Regions from separate parts of the Mus musculus genome. Here region 1 is linked to region 2. A link is a contact called in public HiChIP or PLAC-seq data. All regions are on one chromosome and are shown on one strand. Each heading gives the region's core, a stretch centred on a gene start, on an enhancer-like site or on the middle of the called end of the contact. The rest is flanking DNA. Distances are from core to core; before and after follow the strand shown.

Evidence for each region. HiChIP or PLAC-seq counts read pairs in DNA pulled down with a chosen protein or histone mark.
Region 1: a contact with region 2 is called in an H3K4me3 HiChIP or PLAC-seq map of embryonic stem cells, with 25 read pairs. The contact joins the enhancer-like site here to the promoter of Ccdc130 in region 2. A contact is called at or near these places in 1 of 39 promoter capture datasets (cranial neural crest), 1 of 15 datasets of contacts at CTCF or cohesin (large pre-B cells), 23 of 484 Hi-C or Micro-C datasets (the AML12 cell line, the C2C12 cell line, MC3T3-E1-derived osteoblasts and 10 more), 7 of 115 datasets of contacts at active chromatin or transcription factors (bone marrow-derived macrophages, embryonic fibroblasts, embryonic stem cells and 1 more) and 2 of 9 other capture datasets (macrophages and pancreatic islet).

Annotation. Positions count from the first base shown.
Region 1 is chr8:84,499,642-84,505,738 of GRCm38.p6, forward strand. All of the region lies in intron 3 of Cacna1a (calcium channel, voltage-dependent, P/Q type, alpha 1A subunit), which reads left to right. Among named protein-coding and RNA genes, the nearest start is that of Gm32854, 86 kb to the right of the region's middle. Within about 2 kb of position 2,135, at least 126 of the 459 cell types and tissues checked have an H3K27ac peak or open chromatin away from gene starts, as enhancers often do. A contact at or near this core is called in the AML12 cell line, the C2C12 cell line, bone marrow-derived macrophages and 7 more, where this site is marked.
Region 2 is chr8:84,268,205-84,273,827 of GRCm38.p6, forward strand. Ccdc130 (coiled-coil domain containing 130) reads right to left here and starts at 2,198. Exons shown (of 10, transcript NM_026350.3): 1 at 2,138-2,198.

The DNA.
Region 1 (6,097 bases), core at 885-3,384, 230 kb after region 2:
AGATCCCTCTCTCCTTGTTTGTTAAGACAGGGTCTCTTAAAGCATCTGTTACTCACCTAGCTAGGGCCGGCTGGACAGCAAGCTCGGACATTCATTTGTCTGTGTCTCATGAGTGCTGGACTTACAGACCCACATCACTACTGTGGCTTTTCACAGGGTGCTGGGGACCCAAACTTAGGTTCCGATGCTTGCAAGAAAGACCTTTTAACCCACTGAGCCATCTCCCCAGCCCAGAAATCACATTTGTTACAAGTTTTTAAATTACATCACTGTGTGGTGTGTGTGTGTGTGTGTGTGTGTGTGTGTGTGTGTGTGTGTGTGTGTGTATACACTCACGTGTGCCTATGTCATGATGCACATGGTACACATGCAGTCAGAGTATGCTTTGTCTCTGTCAGTCTCCTCTTTCTACCATGTGGGTTCCTTCCAGGGATGGAACTCAGGTCATCAGATTTGGCAGCAGGCACCTTCACCCACTGAGCCATGCCCCTAGTCCCTCAGAAATCACCTTCCGCCGGGCGTGGTGGTGCACTCCTTTAATCCCAGCACTCGGGAGGCAGAGGCAGGCAGATTTCTGAGTTCGAAGCCAGCCTGGTCTACAAAGTGAGTTCCAGGACAGCCAGGGCTATACAGAGAAACCCTGTCTCAAAAAACAAACAAAAAAAAAAAGAAGAAGAGGAAGAAGAAGAAAGAGAGAGAGAGAGAGAGAGACAGAGAGAGAGAGAGAGAGAAAGAAAAAGAAAGAAAGAAAGAAAGAAAGAAAGAAAGAAAGAAAGAAAGAAAGAAAGAAAGAAAGAAAGAAAAGAAATCACCTTCTAAAATGTGATTGGTGATGGGTACGATGAGGTGAAGTGGGGTGTGGCTCCACACAGCCATGCAGGGTCCCTCGGATGGAGGCTGCACCTCCTCCAAAATGTGGCTTGAAGCTTGGGACTAAGAACTGCATTCATCAGGCAGGAGGGGAGAAGAGAGAACTTAGTGGTGGTTGTGGGCAGGGGCAGGCTCCTGTGGGTCCAGCTGTACCACAGACGTGGGGTTCCTTTCCATCCCCCTGCAGCAGGGAGTGCCAGGCTGCCACTGTGTCTTCGCTTGAGCCCTTTGTGTGCACGGGCTCCACCTCTGCCACTTCAACCAGCAGAAGTGAAAAATGTCACAAGGGAAAAGCCCAGCTCCAGCCCAGCAAGATGGCTCAGTGGGTTAAGGTGCTTGCTGCTAAACCTAATGACCTGAGTTCACTTCTGGGATATAAATGGTAGGAAGAGAGAATCAACTCCTGCAAGGTGTCCTGATGTGTGTATGTGCACATGCACATGCGCATACACACACACACACACACACACACACACACACACACACACACACACACACACACACTTAATGCATGTCTTGAGTATGTGGTCGTCTGAGACTCAGCTCTCAGTAGGGTATGTCTTTCTACCTTCCCAGGGACAGGGTGAAGCAGGACCTATTGGACTGTTGTCCCTCTGCACTGGCTGTTGACGGGTACCATGTGTGTCCACCCCCAACCCCCATTCCTGTTTACTTTTTACCTTAAAACAGAATTTTACTAAGTCATCCGAGGTTGGCCTTGAACTTTGCTCAGTCAGCCTTTGAATTTGTGATCCTCCTGCCTCCAATTCTCAAGTAGGAGTAGCTCAGACTATAGGCCTGTACCACCAGTCCCAGCTTGGGTACCGTGTCATGAAGCCCCACCCCCACCCCCACCCCCGAGATCAGCACTTCCGGAATATTCTTCCCACCTAGTGGTGGTCACTTCCTGTTGCTCGCTACAGAACAGGGCTATCACACAGAAATCTAAAGAGACTAATGGGCTTTGGGGATGGTATGGAGTAGGGAGATGAGAGTTGACATCTGCTTCTTAGGGGTGCCTTAATAAAGAGCCTGCCATCCTTGAAGTGGGCAAGACCCAAAGTGCCAAAGCTCCTCGGAAAAGCTGGGCAGACATGAGAATCGCTGTGCTCAGCACAGGGCTGGCTAACAGACCTTGAGGGAGGGGCTAGGAAACTATTTTTTGCTAACCCAAGAACTAAAGCAGCTCTCGCTGACGACGCTTCTCAGGCAGAGCCGCACACCTCTCTCCCTTCTCTTCCCCATTTTCTGATCTGTACTTTGCTGACTCATGCCTTAGAGCTGGAAGGAGGGGGAGCCAGACTGGCTCATTGACCTTTTTTCCCCCTCTCTTTAGTGACTCAGCTGTGATTCACATTTTAATTAATGTGTGGTGGGGGTGGGGCCTGCAGGGACCAGGGACAGTCTATCCAGTTGCACCTTACCCCGGTTCGGGTACAAGAATCAGACCTGAAAGAAGTGGGTGGCCCGAATGTACTATGAATCCCTCCTGATTCTGGGCCCCCACTGGGACGCCAAGATCCAGGGCAAGTGAATCTCTACGCAGAGCTGCAGTTTGGAAAGTTAGTCTGAGGTCAGGATGGAACCAGGCCGGAGCTCTCCTGGGACAGCTAAGGATCATGGGAATGTGCTGTCATTTCCTGGGCTGCTTTTTGGCTAGCAGCTGGGGTCCTCATCTGGCCTCCTTCCTCTGGGCTGGAAACTTGTCAGAGCCAATCACAGGCAGCTTTACTCAGAAAAAGAGAATGATAACAGCCAATCACAGTCAGCTTTGCTCAGAGAATGAGAAAAGTCCCATTTGGCCGCTCCCTGGGTCTGATCAGCACTTTTCCTGAACAATCAAGTGTAAGCCTCACTCCTTATACCAGGAGGAATACTTTTTATATCCTTCTCCATCCTCCTGAGAAGGAAACTGAGGCTGGGTTTCCAGTGGGGACAATTGAGAAAAAATAGGGACGGAAGGAGCTGGGGATGGCTCAGTTGATAAAGTGCTTGCTGGGTAAACATAAAGACCTGCGTTCCATCCTGTTCGTGTGCAAGTGACCGTGTGTGTGTGTGTGTGTGTGTGTGTGCACACGCGCGCGTGTGCGCTTCTGGCTCTCTCTGTCTGCCAACACACACAGGTCTTGGAGGTCAAAGGATAGCTTGGGTCCTCAGGCCTGGCACCTTTTCCCACAGAGCCCATCTTTTTTACTGGATGGGTAATGTTCCACTGTACACAGGAAACACAGTTCCATGAGGTGTATTCTAGATTTGCTGCAGTTTTCTTCATACTGAGGTAGGACCCAGGCTCTTTTGTCCTTTTGGCTCTGCGCCCTCAGCCCACAGCGCCATCTCCCTGTCCCTCTGTAGTCATCTACAAGCAAGAGGAAAAGCGTCCAAAAGCACTGAGAAGTGTTTCTGTCCTGGACAGAAAGCAGTCCACAGCATATCCCACCCCAAACTGCCAGCACTTCCAGCTCAGCATCCAGGAGACGGGGAAAGACCCAGCCTCTGCCAGGCCCTCCCTGGGGCACCCACTTCACACCCTAACCTCTGGTCAGGGGCAGCTGGATTCTCTTGTTCCCCACAGAAAATGAGGCAGTCTGAAGCAAAGCTCAGTTTACTGAGGAAAAGGTTTTTAAATGTTTACATTTATTTATTGTGCACATGTATATACACGTGTGTGTGTGTGTGTGTGTGTGTGTGTGTGCATCCATTTATACTTGTGTGTGGAGGTCAGAGGACATATTGTGGGAGCTGGTTCTCCCTTTCTACTGTATGGGGCCCTGGGGATTGAGCTCAGGACACCAGGCTGGGCAGTGGGGACAGTCACCTGCTGAGCCGTCATGCCAGCCTCAGCATTGTCTTGGTACAGACATCCATGCACACTTATGAAAGAAAGGACAGTTGTACACCTGGGAGTATTTTGGTGGCCTTTGAAGTTACATTGCTAAAAGGCTTTGAAATATCTTAGTGTTCTGTTTGCATCTAAGGAACTTATCTAGAGTGAGGTGGTTTATGAGGGGCCCTGGCTAAGACCACTTGCTGAGGTAAGATTGTACATCAAAGGGTATCCAAGGACTCTGTCTTAGTCAGGATTCTCCAGAGGAACAGAACTTATAGACTTAGAAAATGGAGAGAGAGGGGGGAGGAGGGATTTATTAAAATGGCTTACACAATGTGGTTCAGCTAATCAGCAATGGCTAGCTATGAACTGAAGGTTCGAGAACCCAGTAGTTGTTCATTCCACTAGGCTGGATGTCTCAGCCAGTCGTCCGTATACACTGGAACACTGAAGAAGTAGAATCTAATGCCAGAGAAGTGATGGACTTACTAGCAAGGCGAGAGAATGCAGGCAAAGAGCAGGTTTCCGTCTTCTATGCCCTGTGTATAGGCTGCCAGCAGAAGATGTGGCCCAGATTAGAGGTGACTCTTCCTACCTCACATGACCTGGATTATATGTGTGTCTTCCCACGTGAAAGATCTGAATTAGAAGTGGGTCTTCCCACTTCAAATGATTCAGTGAAGAGAAAAAAAATTCTCACAGGGGCGTCCAACACTTTGGGGTTTTAGTTCATCCCAGATATAGTCAAGTTGACAACCAAGAATAGCCATGGCAGACTCCCTTCTGCCCACAGGTCAAAGAACATGTTTTTCCTTGACTGGGACAGGGCTCTCAAAAGTATATATATATATATATATATATATTTTTTTTTTTTGAATTCTATGAGTGCATGTGTTTAGAAATGTGTGTGAGTGCAGGTGCCTGTGGAGGCCAGAAGAGAGCGTCAGATCCTCAGGGGCAGGAGTTACAGGTGATCGTGAGCTGATCTGTGGGTGCTGGGAACCCAGCACAGGTCCTCAGCCGAGCTATGAGCACTGTTAGCTGCTAAGCCATCTTTCCAAACCCTGAACATGTTGTTTAATCCTCTAGTGAGATGCGAAAAGAGTTACGGTAACTCAGATGTACTTTAACTGAGCAGGGGCTCCTGTTACTCTGATATCCTTACTTGAAATGACTCTTGAAAAGGAGAAACTGGGGATAGGTCCCTTGGGAAATGCGTGTGAGGGCCTGGGTTCAATCCCCAGCATCACTTAAAGAACCTGGAATTTCAGAGAGCATCTCTACCCCCGCGCTGGGAAAGCTTGCCGGCTAGCTAGTCTCGCCCGTCAGTGGGTGCCAGTGTGAGTGAAGGTCTCGAGCTTGGCCTCAGGCTCCTTTCTCCTCTGAGCCACCCTGCCTGCCTCAGTGCATCATTAACTCCCAGGGACCGCAAGCAGGTTCTGGAGTGAGAGGCCCCTCCCTGTCTCAGGCCATGTCACCTCCTTATATTCCCTATCAGATCATTTTAAAGAAACATAATTTTCTACCTCCTCCTCCTCTGTGTTTGGTGCCTTCTGCCTAAAAATCTGCTCTTGGCTGAATAGCTGTACCCTTAGGGAACTGCGGAGCCAGCCCTGATTCCCAGTGCTGTAAGCCCTGGAGGACTTTGGCAGATAGCAACAAGAAACAGACAAGGCTATCGAGGTCTCTGGAGGGAAATCAGTCCTCTATCCTGGAGACTCGGGGAAGGCCCAACCCTGCAGAAGGGACTGAGGTCAGGAAGGGAATAGGGAAGCATTGCCCTCCCTGGATGTCCTCCTAATACCTTCCCTAGCCAGACACAAACAAAAGATGCAGCCCCAGCACCTACCCTTAGATGAACCCAACCGGGAACAGAGCAGAGCATTCTGGGAGTATAGTCCAGACACTTACCTGTGTCCAAACCCAAGGTCGGAAGCAGAGATGCCATCCCAGCACCTACCTTTAGGCAAACCGAAGCAGAAAGCAAAGTATTATGAGGTTTGTAGTCCGTGTGGTTCCACCACACAACACAGCTGACTGGAGAATGGATGTAGGGTGTCACAGCCACACCCCAGCTGTGAACAAGTATTGCCTCTGCCGAATTCTCTAACCTTAACTGCAGAATCGCACACTACATGCACTGATCCATTTTCATTGCTATGATCAAACACTCGAGGTTGAGCAGTTTCTAAAGGCAACAGATTCTTTGGTTCTGAGTTTGTATACCAAGCTGAGCTCTGGCAAGGGCCCCCAGAACTGCTGCACACAGTTGGTTGGCATACTAGGGTATGACTGAGGAGAGGTTATATGGAGATAGCAGACAAGAGAAATCCCTGGTCTTGCTGTTTTATACAGCCCTCTTGGAAAAGTTAAGGAGTGTCCCATGAGAACTGTGACCTC
Region 2 (5,623 bases), core at 948-3,447:
TTCTTCATTTAGTGATCCCGGAGGACTCACAGAGCATCAGAGGCTGATGTTGGCAGGGCATTTGTTTGTGTGGGGCAAAGCTTCAAATGCAAACTGAAGTGCCAGAATTCAGAAACTGCATTTATTTAGGATTTTCTCCACTCTTCTCAGCTGTCTTGAGGATTTTTTATTTTTGTTTGTATCTGTTTTTTTTTTTTTTTTTGAGACAAGGTTTTTCTGTGTAGCCTTAGCCCTGGAACTCGCTCTGTGATCCACCTGCTTCTGCCTCCTAAGCACTGGGATTAAAGGTGTGCATCACCACCTCCAGGGGTAAGGTTTTTAAAAGAGAAATTTATTTTTAAATAGTGTGTGCTTGTGCCCAGAGAGTCTAGGAGAGGACATTAGACTCCCTGGAGCTGGAATTACAGGCAGCCGTTGAGTCACCTGACATGGGGACTGGGAACTGAACTCAGATATTCCAGAAAAGCAGTATGTGCTCTTAACTACTGAGCCATCTCTCCACCCCTAAATTAAAACAAAACATTGTGTGTGTGTGTGTGTCCAGGTGTGACTGTGCCATTGTGTGCAGGTCAGAGGAGGAGTTAACTCTCTCCTTCCCCCACATGGGGGATGGAACTCAGATAGCCAGGCTTGGTGTCAGTGTCTTCACCTACTGAGTCATCATCACACGTCCTGACCCAGATACCTTTGGTGGCCAAGTACTTCAATGCCCAGCCAGGTTTGCGAGGCACAGCTACCTGAGTTTAAATTCAAGCTCCATTCTTTACCAGCTGCGGACCTGGGTCTGACTGTTGTGGAGTGCCTGCTCATCGCCTGTCAGAAGAGAATACAGACCAGGGAGTGATGGTGTATGCCTTTAATCCCAGCATTCGGGGTGTGTGTGTGTGTGTGGAACCAGGAGGGTACACACTGAGTTCGAGACCAGTATGGTCCACAAAGCCAAGTTCCAAGCTAGCCAGAACCAGACAGGAAGACCCTGTCTCAAAAAGCAAAATCAAAACAAACAAAAATTAAAAACAGAGGGAAATGGGAGCGGGAGTGACTCTGGGGTTTGCTATAATGAAAAAGTGTATGGGCTGGTAGTGTGGACACCCAGCTTGAAGTGCTATGTGCTTGGGGTCTGCTTTACAATGTTGAACATGTTTGTTTTGGAGACATGCCTTTCTGTGTAATCCCGGCTGGCCTAGTACTCCAGATCTTCCAGCCTCAGCTTCTGAAGTCTTAAATGGCTAATCACCACAGGTAGTATCACAGCCAGATTACACCCAGTCTGCTCAGGTGGATGCACAGGGGCTCTTCTGTGCCAAGGGTCATTCCTGACCTCAAATGCCACAGCAGACCACAGCTTGGGCATCAATCTCCTCTCTGCTGCTTCCTAGCTGCCTGACTCTGGGCCAGGGGCTACCTGGATCCCAGTTTCTCCATTTGGGGAAAAAAAAAAGTTTTCTAAAGGATTCAGCCGCTGAGACTGCCTTTGGGAGTCATGACAGGTGTTAAGTATTGAGAAGAACAGGCATGGGACAAAGAAAAGTGACAATTTCAAATTTCTCCTACTTACTAACAACTATAAAAAATATTTTTGTTATGTGTATGTGTGTGCAGAAGTGAGTTCAGGTGACCGGAAAGGGTAGAGGGTTGGATTCTCTGGAGATACAGGCAGCTGTGAGCTCTGGGAACTGAACCCTGGTCCTCTGCTAGAGAGCAGGTCAAGTTCTTAACCGCGGAGCCACCTCGCCAGCCCCTTACAAATTACATTTATTTGTTCTGCGTGTGTTGGCAGAGTGTGCAACGAAGTGAGAATGTAGATCAGAGAACAGCCTACAAGAATCGATTCTTTCAACATGCTCAGGGGTCGAACTCTCATGTTGTCAGGTTTGGCCACAAGCGCCACTACCAGCTAAGCCACCTTGCCGGCCCCCAAGCTACTGTTCCCAAGCACTATGTTTCAATTCAGGCTAGGAGGGCTCATCTTCAGCATGAAGACGCCTAGAGGTGCCATTGGCCTAAAACGGAGGCTGGGCCCTGGGAACCCGCTCGCGTCCGCAGATACAGCATCTCCCGTGCCAGGACGCAGTGGTGGGATTGAGGACCTGCCACCCCCGTTGCCGTCGCGGACCGGTCCTCACCCCGTACCTACCTGCCCTCTCCCTGACGTCACGCCTCCACCAGCCCGGAAGCACACCCGGAGCCAGGAACCCGCAGAGCGCCCGCCTCTGCGGCCCAAAAGCGCCTGCGCAAGCTGGAGCGAGGCACTTTCGTCATCTTGATTGGCTGAGGCTATTGCAGACTGACCAATTCAGGCCTGTCTAGCCGTTAGAAGCCCCGCCCACCGGGAGTGGTCCAATTGGAGATGGCTTCCTCCCGGAAGATCTACTTTGGCACCGCCCAGCCCTCCCTGGCGGTTGCGTTTTCGAAGGAGCTGATTCGTCATTTTTAAGCTTTGATTTGACTGACGTTTGAGACCGGTTTTCTTGTATCCCAGTTTGACCCTGCATCTCATTATATTGCTGAAGATGACTCTGAATTTCTGACTCGCCTTGTGATATCCAAGTAGTGGGATTACCAATACAGCCCAGGCTATTTATTTATGGATTTTAAAAAATTATGTTTATGACCAGACGTGGTGGCCAACACCTTTAATCCCAACACTCTGGAGGCAGAGGCAGGTAGTCTACATAATCAAAGGCCTGTCAGGAGTACACTGTCTCAAAAAAATACATATGTATGTGTGTGGGTGAGTGCTAGTGTGCCACGACTGAGGGAAGTAGAGTCAGAGGGATATTTGTAGGTCTCTGGGCAAGTATGTGGTGCATACATATATGCAGCCAAAACACCTGTTCAGGTAAATAAATCTTAAAAGTACAAAGCAATGCCGGACGTGGTGGCTCACGCCTTTAATCCCAGCACTTGGGAGGCAGAGGCAGGTGGATTTCTGAGTTCGAGGCCAGCCTGATCTACAAAGTGAGTTCCAGGACAGTCAGGGCTATACAGAGAAACCCTGTCTCAAAAAACAAAACAAAACAAAAACCCAAAACAAAAAGTACAAAGCAAAGCCGGGGGACGGTGGCACACGCCTTTAATCGCAGCACTAGAGAGGCAGAGGCAGGTGGATCTCTGAATCTACAGAGTGAGTTCCAGGACAGCCAGGGCTACAGAGAGAAACCCTGACTCGAAAAAAATCTGCCCCCCCACCCCCACCAAAAAAGTAGAAAGCAGAAAAAAAGAGGTTTATTCAATGGTGGCACTTTAGAAAGCGATTCGGGGAAGGGACACTCTTAAGTTCTGGTGTGAGATCATGGTTTAAAGGTACAAGGATCTCACATCTAAGCAGTCTTGGTCAAGGTGTGGTCCCGCCCACCATTGACCCACCATTGTCTGGGCTTCAGTCTCATCCTGTAAGTTGGTCTGCAAAACCTAGAACTGGGTGAAATCTCTTTCCAGAAGACTTTCTCTTCCCCCTCTGGCTGGCGCCCTTTCTTTTGCCCACCATGAGATTCCTGGGGAAATTCCCATTTCTTTGGAGTTCATTATTTTATGGTCTGATAGATTGAGAGATGTGGGGACGAGTCTCTCTAGATATCTTCATTTCTGCCAGGTCTATTAAAAAATAAAAGGTTAGTAACATGGAAGATTCTTGAAGGCCCCTGAGCTCAGCTTTATATAAAGAGTCAATGACAGGGCGAGGGGACTCACAGTGTGAGCAGAGACTCTAGGGCCTGCTTTTGAGTCAACCCTTCTTATAAGCAACCCTGACACACACTCCTGTTTATAACCCTGGTAGGATGTCGTTTGTAGGACATCAGACTTCAGTGCAATGGTTACTTTGGTCTGTGTGGGTTCTCTTTCAAGGATGAGTAGATGTCTGTGTGCTGTATCCTCCCAGGAAAAAGTCTGTGGCAGTGAGAGAGGGGGAACCGCGAATTCAGAGATGACTTGGGAGGAGTGAGTTAGCCAGGCATGCATGAAGCTAACCCTCCTGAGGGGAGCATCAGAGGAGGCATTTCCGAAAAGCCGATAAGCCGGCCTTTCCTGTAGGGTGTTAGTGTACTTTATGCTGTAGCAGCAGTAGCAGGGTTCTTGTTATGGGTGTGAGCAACTAAGGCTGAGCTATCAGGAGTTGGAGCGTCCGTGGGAGGAATCCCAGGATGACAGTCTTTGTGTGGTCAGGTCCAGAAAAAGTCCATTTCCCCAAATTCCAAAAGTCAGAGGCACAAATGACTGTTTGTGGTGCCTATTACCACACCAAAGTACATGCTGGCCTCCAGGCTCCCTGAGTACCACAAGTGCCTGTTACACGTGTCCACCCTGGCCCTTATCATCTCTTCCCCAACCCTAAACTCTCCCCAGCTCACAGGCTTCCCCACCCCTAGCCAGTCTTTCTCCTTATAATATTGCTATTTCAGCTATACTCCCAGTCTCCCTCTCTCCCCCGTCTCTCTCCCCCACCTCTTTCTTTCTCTCTGTGTGGGTTTCTATCTCTGTCTTGAGACAATCTGACTCCATGGCAGGCTTCAAATTAGCAGTTAAGGAGAGTAGGCCTAAATCTCTGTCTCCAAGAACTGGCCAATTCCAGGCAAGTCCAGGCCTCAGAAGCTGCCCTGCCACCTGGCCTGGCCTGAGGCAAGGACAATGGGTCAGCAGCAGTTTCCAGACTTCCTCAACAAGTTTCCAGCCCTCACACCCTGGTAATGGAATGTCAGTAGAGACGGACCCAACAGATTAACATGGAGGTCACCTACCCCAAAATTCCCTAATGTGCTTTAAATCAGACCTGAGAGCTCACTTGGTTGTCTCTCTGTCTTGGTAATGGGAGACCCCAGCATGCTAGACTTCTACAGAATAAAACAGTCTTTGCGTTTACGTACTATTTGAGTCCTGGATATCATTCTTTGGTGAATCATGGGCCCTTACAGTCTCTCTGCTCTGCTCCTGCTTCTCTCATGGTCAGGTCCAGTCTATTTTTCTTTCTGCCCTTCTCATCCTCTCATCTCTGCAGTGAAACACTTTCCCTTAACCATAGCATAAAGCACTCATGTTGTCAGTTCCCACAGCACAGGGTGGTAATGCCTGCTTGGTGAGTGGGGTCCACCTTATGAGTTTTGGGATTCCCTGAGAATAGTTAAGTATCCAGGAAAAAAGTTTCCATCTAAGAGTGCATGCCAGGGTTCCCTGCTGCTGCTGTGTGTAGTGAGAAAAGTATCTGAGGCTGAGACAGCAGCCCACTAGGAATCTGCTTGTGTAAAGGCAGAGTTACAAGAGAGGGAGATTTGGCGAGCATCATCCATGCCAGCCTCTGGTTTGGCATGCAAATTAGGTCGCAGCCCTGTTTTGAGTTTCTGTCCTCACTTCCTTTGATAATGAACTAATGATGTGCAAGTGTAAGCCAAATAACCCTTTCCTCCCCAAGTTGCGTTTGGTTCTGGTGTTTTATCACAACAAGAGTAACTGTAACTCAGACAGTCACGGTGTTTATCACAGCAATAGAACCTTTGGCTAAGACAGATGGCTCAGTGGTCATGTGCACTTAGCGCTCTTGCAGAGGGCCTGATTCAGCTTCCAGAACCCATATTAGGCAGCTCCCAACTGACCATAACTCTAGTTCCAAGGGATTTAACACCTTCTG